Linked DNA regions of Sus scrofa: region 2 is linked to region 1. Evidence: chromatin contacts called from public HiChIP or PLAC-seq data. All regions are on one chromosome and are shown on one strand. The core of a region is the stretch at or near the end of the contact, and the rest is flanking DNA. Distances in the headings are between cores, read along the strand shown.

Region 1 (4,734 bases), core at 1,296-3,795:
AAAAAAAATCAAAAACAAAACAAATGAAAACAAAAAACATGGCTCTGGACCTGCCTTCCAAATACAGTCATCTCCCATGATTAAAATATAACACTTGAAGGTCTTGGGGCCATTTTTTTGGTCACCCTATTCTCCTCTGCATTGTTATCCTGTTTTCAGCACTGGCAGCTGTATAGCTGGCTAGCAGGTTTTTTTAAGCATCTCAACAGGGCTGGCAGCAGCCTCCCCTCTTTAGGGGAGTTGCCCTTCTTAGGGGCACAGGCTCCTGAGTGCTTTCTACAAATGGAGTGACGCCTGACAAGCCCTGGCAGTCCCAGGCTTTAAACCGCCTGACAAGCATGCAGCAGGTCCTCCCTACCAGAGACCTCCCACCAGCCACCCTGTCTCCACCCGCTCGCCCCCCACATGCCCATGTGGGCCTGACGTTGTGATCTGTACGCAGGTGTCCAAGAGGCTGTGGTGAGCTGCCTGAACAAACAGACGCGAGAGCCCGCAGACGAGAACCTGTGCGTGACCAGCCGGCGGCCCCCCCAGCTCCTGAAATCCTGCAGTTTGGATCCCTGCCCGGCAAGGTAAGGGGGGCACTGGCCACCCTGGTGCCCAGGAGTGTGTTCAGAATGGGGCGCGTCTGTCTGTGGGCAAGACCTGAATGCTTATTGTTACCCAGTGTTTTGAAAACCAATTAGCATCAGTTCAAACTTTCAGTCAAATCCGCTTAAATTTAATTGAAACCAGGGCTTTGGAATTCCAGCCCAGTGGTCATGCTCAGGGTCCGGAAGGCTCCATGCACCAAAGCAAAGCCGGGTGGTGTGGCCGATATGTACACAGGCTACATGGCTGCTTTCTCCTGGAGGAAATGTGAACTGACCACAGACATTATGGTCTCTGCCACCTTTTAGTCTGCATCCCAGGCCTTCGCATGCTAATAACAATTTGGCTTGTGGATTGTAGGAACTGAAGCATCTGGGTAGTATAACAGATCTGCTGTGAAATTTGTATGCACACAGCATGCAGATTCATGATAGCATGCTCTGGGGGGCATGTGTCAATCCACATGCCTAAAATCAATAGAGCATTTCATTGTTCAGCCCTGCCTGGGTCTCATTATTATCCAACCTTGAGTCTTAGTCAGTCAATCCAATCACTGCTTCAGTCCACACAATGTTATTGTGTCTGTACAGACTTGCCTTCAGATGCTTGTTTGCAACAAGTCTCTAGAAGCTAAACCATCTCATCCATGAGGCTGATTTCAAAGGGAGGCCTTGAAAGAACCAGAGCCAGACTTTCAAGTCTGCCAATGGGGTGAAGAATGTTCCCAGGTCATATCCTAGATATGGAGGCAGTTGCTGTTTTTGAAGAATATTTCTTCCATTTCTGCTAAGTATCACATAAGAAGCCATGTGTTGCCTGCAGGAATTAAGGATAGTTTTCTGGTCAAGCTAATGCTGCTTGTCCCACTTGCCAGCCACCTAGGGGCCTTTCTTTGGGACTTAGATGATATAGATTGTTAGTCTCCTTGGATCAGATCAGGGCACCATCCCACTCTCCTGCTTGTCACCAGAGTTGTCCTGTATTGATCTAAAGGGTGGGTCTGGCTTCCCTCTTCAGATGCAGAAGTGAAGAGGGCCATGAGTGCCATATTCGCCAAGGCAGCCAAGGCAGCCAGAAAATCAGTCAGCCACTGCTTGGAGCAGCACCCCTCCCATGAGAACAGCAGCTAGTAAAATAGCCAAGGGCTGGGCTAAAAAAGCCTAGATCTAGTGCATAGAATCCTAAGAAACCTCTTTTTCTACCCCTGCCCACATCTCTGTCCCGACCTCACTATTCTCCAGCGAGCATGAGACCTCACTGCATGATCAAGGAGTCCAAATCCCCTCTGTTTGACTGCAGTCTCCTTAACAGGAAGAAGCAGAAAGATTACAGCAGAGACAGCCTACAAGGGCCTTGGTTGGCCAGTCAGGAGGCCTGGCTTCTCATCCTAGCTCTGCCACCCACTAGCTATGTGCCATCGGGCAAGATGTCTGCTCCTTCTGTTTCCACATCTGCACAACTAACTAGCTGTACCAGATGATCCAAGGTCATCGTGTCCTGCTCAAATAGTCCCATAACTCTTTGTGACTCTAAAGGCAGAGATACTAGACTACTACTGCTACTGCTGCTCTGTGCTGATAATTGATATCATTTCTGTTCTCTTATTTACCATCACTTGCAAAACCAGCAGGGGGGATCTTTCTAAGCACATTGCAGCATTGTGATAACATCAAAATGCTCTGATGAGCTGTAGGAGGTAATGCCGAGGAGTCACTAATTGGGAGAAACTGAACGTCTTCTGGGATTTACAACCACTAAACCCCTCCCTTCATAGGGCAGCAGGAGAAATAGGACACAAAATGTTACTTCCCATCCTCCAAGTACTGACTATGCTTAAATTAGATAAGCCCGACTTACTCTATGACCTTTTGATTGGCTCCAAGGCAAGGACCTTTGCCGGACTTGACATTACTGCATTTGCCCCAGATAAACTCAGTGCTTTGATGTCCACCAGCCAGCCATCAGACTGACAGACAGGACCTCTTGCTGGGCACAGCCAGGGCTTTCTTCAGCCAACTAGACACAGATGAGCCTTTGTGGAATGATGCTAATTAAAACAACAAAGGGGGCCAAAGTGACCTGATATGACTTGCTGCCATCACCTTCCATCCAAGAGCCAAAGCAGAGTTTCATCTTAAAAGTGTGAAATGTGTAGAGATGCATCTACTGTGGAATATTTCAGTCTGACATCCAGGGGTAAAATATTTCCTTCTGAATGTTGATGTCATGTGCATGAAAGAGAAAATGTATTTAGAAGGGGCATGGTTGTGTTGTCTCCCAAGCACCTACACTTCATTTGGGGCTAATTTAAATCTTAAATCCACAATTCTTATTGTGGATCAGTGTTCCTTGCACATTTTGGTATGTACCCTGATGGGCCTCAAGTTTCTGTACACTGGCTTTTGGGTTCTTGGCTTGTGCTGAATGTCCATGTGTTAAAAAATAAAATAGCATTTCCTGTGGGATATGTGGAAGTGATGTTCCTCATCTTAGTCACTGGGTTCGTGTCTCTAGGAGGTGTTGCTGGTTAAGAGAAAGAGCTTTTCTAGGAAGTTGTTCGTCTTACTGATCACCAGTTAGGAAGCTGCTTTTTCTCTTGTGTCGCGGTCAGAGTTATCAGGTCACACAAAGAAATACCAAAGGCCCTAGAAGGCATGACTGATCCAGGCTGTCTTTCTAAGATGAAACTTACCCTCTAATTTCCTCTGTGTGATTGGCAGACCTGGTATCAGAAGCACATGTCCAGCTTTCACCAGGTTTAGACTGATGGCTGCACATGCCTGGCTATTCTCAGCAAAAAGGCTGTGTTCTCAAGCAGGAGGTATTCCAATCATTCCAGGTTGTGTGTGTCTATATGTGACTATGTGTGTGTCTGTGTGTGTGTGCATTCATGCATGTGCACAGGCTCCCTGAATTTTTTTTTTAGAACACTTCAAAAAATAGTAGTTATTGATTGACGAGTACTGTATTTTTAATGCAGATTTAATTTTTATTGAAATATAGTTAATTTACAATGTTATGTTTGTTTCAAGTGTATAGCAAAGTGATTTGGTTATATATATTATACATATTCTTTTTTGGATTCTTTTCCATTATCTATTACAAATATACTTATTACAAAATATTGAGTATATTTCCCTGTGTTCTACAGTAGGTCTTTGTTGTTTACCTAAGTTATATATAGTAGAGTGAATATGTTAATCCCAAATTCCCAATTTATCTGTTCCCCACCCTTTCCCTCTTTGGTAACCATAAATCTGTTTTCTATGTCTGTGAATCTATTTTTGTTTTATAAATAAGTTTGTTTGTATCACTTCTTTAATTTCCACATATAAGGGATATCATATGGTATTTGTGCTTCTCTGATTTACTTCACTTAGTATGATAATCTCTAGGTCCATCTGTATTGCTGCAAATGGCATTATTTCATTCCTTTTTATGGCTGAGTAGTATTCATTGTATATATGTACCACATCTTTATCCATTCCTCTGTCAATGGACCTTTAGGTTGCTTCCATGTCTTGGCTGTTGTAAATCGTACTGCTACAAATGCAGGGGTGCATTTTCTCTGGATATATGCCCAGAAGTGTGATTTCAGGATCATATGGTAACTATTTTTAAGTTTTTTTAAGGAACCTCCATTCTGTTCTCCATAATGGCTGCAGCAATTTACATGCCCACCGAGTTCCTTTTTATCCACACCCTCTCAGCATTTATTGTCTGTAGACCTTTTTTTCCTTTTAGAGCCGCACCTGTGGCACATGGAATTCCCAGGCTAGGGGTCAAATTGGAGCTGCAGCTGCCATCCTATGCCACAGCCACAGCAACACTGGATCGTTAACCCGCTGAGTGAGAACGGGGATCAAACCCACCTCCCAGTGGATACTAGTCAGGTTCTTAACCCTCTGAGCCACAATGGGAAGTCCATGCTTTTAGACCTTTTTTTTTTTTTTAAGACTTAGGTAAAATTTATGTAAAACCACAACACTGAAAAACTGGTAAGGACTAGGATGTTTACAGGCTTAACTAAGAGTTTGAAAATCAGAGTAGCCATAGGTTTGCAAAATCAGCAAACGTATCTCTCAGTTAAAATGACTGACATCAAACAAATGTAATTTTTCAATTCTGAAGCCTTCCATGCCA
Region 2 (4,734 bases), core at 715-3,214, 260 kb before region 1:
AGACCTGAGGAGAGGTTGCTGAGGCCAGGACAGAGAGTAAACAGGAGTGCATTAGGTAGTATTTGATCTACTTTAAAGAATAGGCACACATTTAAAAACACCTAACCCTGGGTACATCCAGAAAGGCAGGCTAAGGAAATAATAAGAAAAGGTCCAGTGGTAATCGAAGTGGAGGGACCTTGGTGTGCTTGCAGTGGCCTGGGTTGTTTTGAGGGCTACAAGTCAGAAGGAGACTAGTGGGAAGCAAGGACAGAAAGAAGTTGAAGAAGGTTGTGACGTTCAGTGCTCAGAGAAGGATTGGAGGCATGATGTAGAAGATAGTGAACAGTCTTGCTCGCTTCCTCCATCTCCTCCACACCTCCCCGCAGCCAGTATGACAGAAAGACATGGCTGGCATGGCATCCTGCCCACCTCAAACACATTGCTTTATTCATGTTCTCCTCTTTCCCCAGTGGCATCATCATCTTTCTTTCCTTTGGCTATTTTGTCTCAGTCTGTTCTTTTCAATTCATGGGGACCTTGACCTTATCTCCTTCCCTAACTTCCACCACCAGACCTCTCTCGGAGTCTCCACAGACATGATTCTTCAAACAGCAGTCTACACTGACTCTCTCCACGTGCCTGTGTTGTTCTTTTTTTTTTTAAGTCTCAAATGATTTTTATTTTTTTCTATTATAGCTGGTTTACAGTGTTCTGTCAATTTTCTACTATACAGCAAGGTGACCCAGTCATACATACACACATTATCACACTCCATCGTAGGTGACTAGATATGGTTCCCAGTGGACCCACTGCAAATTGTCTTCTACACTATTGCTCCTTTAAACAGCCCTGGTCATAGTTATCCATGGCTTACCTCCTGGCTGTTCAGTGAATACTTCTCAGCCCTTTTTTACTCTACAGCTCTCTGTGGTATTTGATACTATCAACTCCTATCTGTTCCCAGAAACTTTACTCTTCCTTTAGGTTTCAAAACTATATATTTTCTATTTTCTTAGCCATCCTCTGGAATCCTTTTCTTCTAACCACACTCTCTTATAAAGTGTCCCTGGAAGTGTCTCTACCCTGGGATGGGTAGAGATTTACCTGCAGAAGGATTGTTGGGGAGGATCCTTGGGAGACACACCTGTAAGGAAGAGAAAGGACAGGCAGGTAGAGGTAAAAGCTGACCCACAAGGAGGCTGTGACCAAGCCGAAGGGGGGCTCTAGAGCTGGAATAATTATTCAGAGTTGTCCTAAATTGAAGCCAGGGGGAATGGGCCTTTGTACCCAGGCATCAACCAGTCACTGGCAATAGGCCATCATCTAGGAGGGTTGTAGTCTTTGGCAAGGTGATTCGCTGCAGCAAAGAGGGGTCCCCATTGAAGGACATTGGTGGTTGCTATGCACATCACACTCTGCACATCACAAATGAACTCACTAGCTCCACTCCAGCATTCTTGGCAAACCTACTTTTTTTTTTTTTTTTTTTTTTTTGTCTTTTTTGCCATTTCTTGGGCCACTCCTGTGGCATATGGAGGTTCCCAGGCTAGGGGTCGAATCGGAGCCACAGCTGCTGGCCTACACCACAGCCACAGCAACGCAGGATCCCAATGCCGGATCCTTAACCTACTGAGCAAGGCCAGGGATCGAACCCACAACCTCATCGTTCCTAGTCGGATTCGTTACCCACTGAGCCACAATGGGAACTCCCAAACCTACTTCTTAATAACCCATCATTTTTTAAGGGCAGCAGCACCCATGCAGCTGGATTTCTAGAGCCAGACATGCTCTCTTTCTCATGTCCCACTTCCAAGTAGTCACCATGTCCTGTAAATTTTACCACCTTCATATCTCTTGCGTCCTTCCCTTCCCTCTGTTTCTGCTGCTAATAGTGTGGTTCAGACCTCACTTCTCTCTCCCATTGGGAGCAATGGGGCTTCCTTTTTCAGTCACAACAGCCTGCAGTCTCTGACTCTGTTTTGTATAAAGTATAAGATCCTATAACTGCCTTCTCACTGCTACAAGGTCAAGTCTAAACTCATTGGGATAACACAAGTCCTATCCTGATTGACCGTTCCTGTTGGCTCCCTCCCTTTCTGAATTCCCTTATATCTTTGTTCCTAGCTCACCACCCATTCAGAGTCTGAGGTACAGAGGCACCTCTTGGGAGTTTAGCAAGGCAACCCAGGACACTAGATCATGTTATATTTGGAAGCTCTTCTCAGAAATAAAGCCCTTGGCCGAGAAGAGTGATAAGGAAGGCATTTCATTAAATACCAATATTAAGCCCAGGAGGTCACCGTGACCTTTGGAGCTGCACAGCTTTGGCAAGAAGACAGCCCCTGCCTGCTAGCCTGGCTAATCTGATATCCGATGTTGCCACTAAATCGTCATTGAGCATGACATAGGCACCCAGCTGTTAACACTGATACACTTTCAATGCCAAGATCAGGCACCATTCTCCTGGCAATTATACAGCCCTGCTTGCTAATCCAGGCTGCACGATGGCATGGGCAGAAGAGGGGCTGTGGGGACTCTTGCCACCACGTGCCTGGTGGGCCCTGCACCGGGTCTTGTTTATTCACCACATCAGGCCAGATAACATTGAGCCAAATAACAGTTCTCTTCATTGGCCTTATGCAACAGGATAGCATTAATTGAGCACTTCTGGTCTTAATCACGACCAGAAGAAAGAAAGGAGAGAAGAGAGAGACAGAATCAGAATATGAATGAAAGGAGACATCGAAGGAGAGAGAAACCCCAAACTTGTTATTTTTGAAAAATAACTTCTGGTGAAAACAGAGCACCTCTCTGAAGAGTGTATGCAGAGTTCTGCTCTAAGAGCAGCAAGCTCCCCTTTTGATCTCTGTCAAGGAACCCAACACCACTAGGGCAGCCACCCCCATGGACAAGTGAACTCAGCCTCCCAGCCCCTGGGGTGGTGAGGGATGTTTTTGCTTTGGTGTCAGCAGGACCTGACGCGGTATTTTGGAACTACTGCTGGCTTCCCCCCACCTCTCTCCAGTCCGGTCCCCTCGCTCGAATTTCAAGCCTGTCCCTTCCTTCCAAGCTGCCCTCTTGCATTGCCTTTCTTCTCATGCTCCTAAATGTTACCCTAGAGGGGGCTGCAGCACCGCAGGCTTCCTCTTCACCGCCACCATTTGCTGTTGTTGGCTGCAAGTCTCTTGCCCGGCGCCAGCTCCTCGGCAGCCAGTGAGGACCCTGCGCTCAGTTTAGGCTTACCCAAACAGACAAGCAGGCGCAGAGAGGGTCTGGACACACAGGGCAGCCCCCCTCTCTGACTCCCGCCCCCACTACCCCACTGCCCTGTGAATCTGATTGATCTTTGCATTTCACCAAATGTGCATTTCACCAAGTGTGCATTTCACCAAGTGTTCGAGCCCCCCCCCCCCCCCGCCCCAGCACCCAGGGAAGACAGAGCCGCCAGGGCTCCCTTCCAGAGCCCTTGTACCCCCTCCCCCACCTACACACACACTCCCGCACTGTAAGCCAAGACCGGGTAGCCGGTCTTTTTCTTCCTTATTCTTTTTAAATGATTCCATATTGGTGTTCTGCAAAGTTCTTTTTGGTTCTTTGTTGCTGTCTAGAAGCATCTTAAGAAACAAAGAGTCATTTTCCCTAGGTCATGACCGACCGGCCAGCCCTGCCAGGGACTCCCCTATCCAGCACTGTTCCTCAGACAACATGATCACCCCAGTGCCTTTGTCTTAACTTTGCTTTGATGATATGTTCCAGCAATGGAGTAAAGAACACATAACGTACCAACAACTGGATTTGCTCGTTGTTATTGCTAACTGAAGAGATTCCGTTTTCAGAAGTATATGGAGCAGATATAAGGAAATGAGAAACACCCTTGTAATAACTGCATTTAAAAAAAAATTGAATACTCTACATTGTACTTTGTTTGCAACCGTATCCTTAGGCTCCCCAGTAGTGAGTGCCTGGCTCTCAGACCCTTAATCAGTTCTCATTGAATGAATGCCAGGCAGTGTGCTAAGCATGTTATATTATTATCCCATTTCATCTTCCTACAGAACTGTCATTTGATAGATAATGAAATGGAGATGTAGAGGATGATCTGTGTACCCAAAGTTATATAATAAGAAAGTGGTCAACTCTTTGACCCTCAGTGTGGTTTGAACCTAGGCTCTTATTTCACTATACTGCTTCATACCATCCAGTAACTTGCTATTTATATTCAAGGTTCAGTCTTCTCCCAAATCCTGATATATCTTCCTGATAGCATTGGCTAGCTAACCACTACAGATCATGCTTAGAATTTTCTTACTATATTCACATGCAGCCTATTATACTTGACATTATGCTTTCACATATCCAGGCAGTTCTATTATTGTGTGGTAGGCATTTCTGAAAAGTCTTGAGATCCTGGGAAACATGCATTAAAACTAGCAGGATTTATAAGAAAATTAGATCAGGGCAGGCGATTCACACTCAGGAAACTTTGGGAGTAGAACACCCACAAAAACAATAACAAACCTGTAAAAACACTAGCACCCTTTAAAGGGTGTGTTAGATTCCTAACAAATACCACTAGAAATATAGGACTTTACCACTAAAACAGAAAGTAAGAGTAGCTTAATGGAAGAGGAGAACAGGAGGGGTTGAGACTGCTAAGTAATGGAGGAAAGAAAAAAATACACCACAATGGGAGGACCTGCAACAAACGCATCCCATCAGAGCATGTGGCATGAGAGCTGAGAAGCAAATGAT

What was found. HiChIP or PLAC-seq counts read pairs in DNA pulled down with a chosen protein or histone mark.
Region 2: a contact with region 1 is called in an H3K27ac HiChIP or PLAC-seq map of skeletal muscle. The contact joins two enhancer-like sites. A contact is called at or near these places in 3 of 47 Hi-C or Micro-C datasets (fetal heart ventricle, heart right ventricle and skeletal muscle) and 1 of 2 datasets of contacts at active chromatin or transcription factors (skeletal muscle).

What each region holds. Positions count from the first base shown.
Region 1 is chr1:204,155,857-204,160,590 of Sscrofa11.1, reverse strand. It overlaps ADAMTSL1 (ADAMTS-like protein 1), which reads left to right. Exons shown (of 30, transcript XM_021074260.1): 16 at 443-572. Among named protein-coding and RNA genes, the nearest start is that of SAXO1, 370 kb to the right of the region's middle. Within about 2 kb of position 2,545, at least 4 of the 83 cell types and tissues checked have an H3K27ac peak or open chromatin away from gene starts, as enhancers often do. A contact at or near this core is called in skeletal muscle, where this site is marked.
Region 2 is chr1:204,418,156-204,422,889 of Sscrofa11.1, reverse strand. All of the region lies in intron 2 of ADAMTSL1 (ADAMTS-like protein 1), which reads left to right. Among named protein-coding and RNA genes, the nearest start is that of ADAMTSL1, 520 kb to the left of the region's middle. Within about 2 kb of position 1,964, at least 25 of the 83 cell types and tissues checked have an H3K27ac peak or open chromatin away from gene starts, as enhancers often do. A contact at or near this core is called in skeletal muscle, where this site is marked.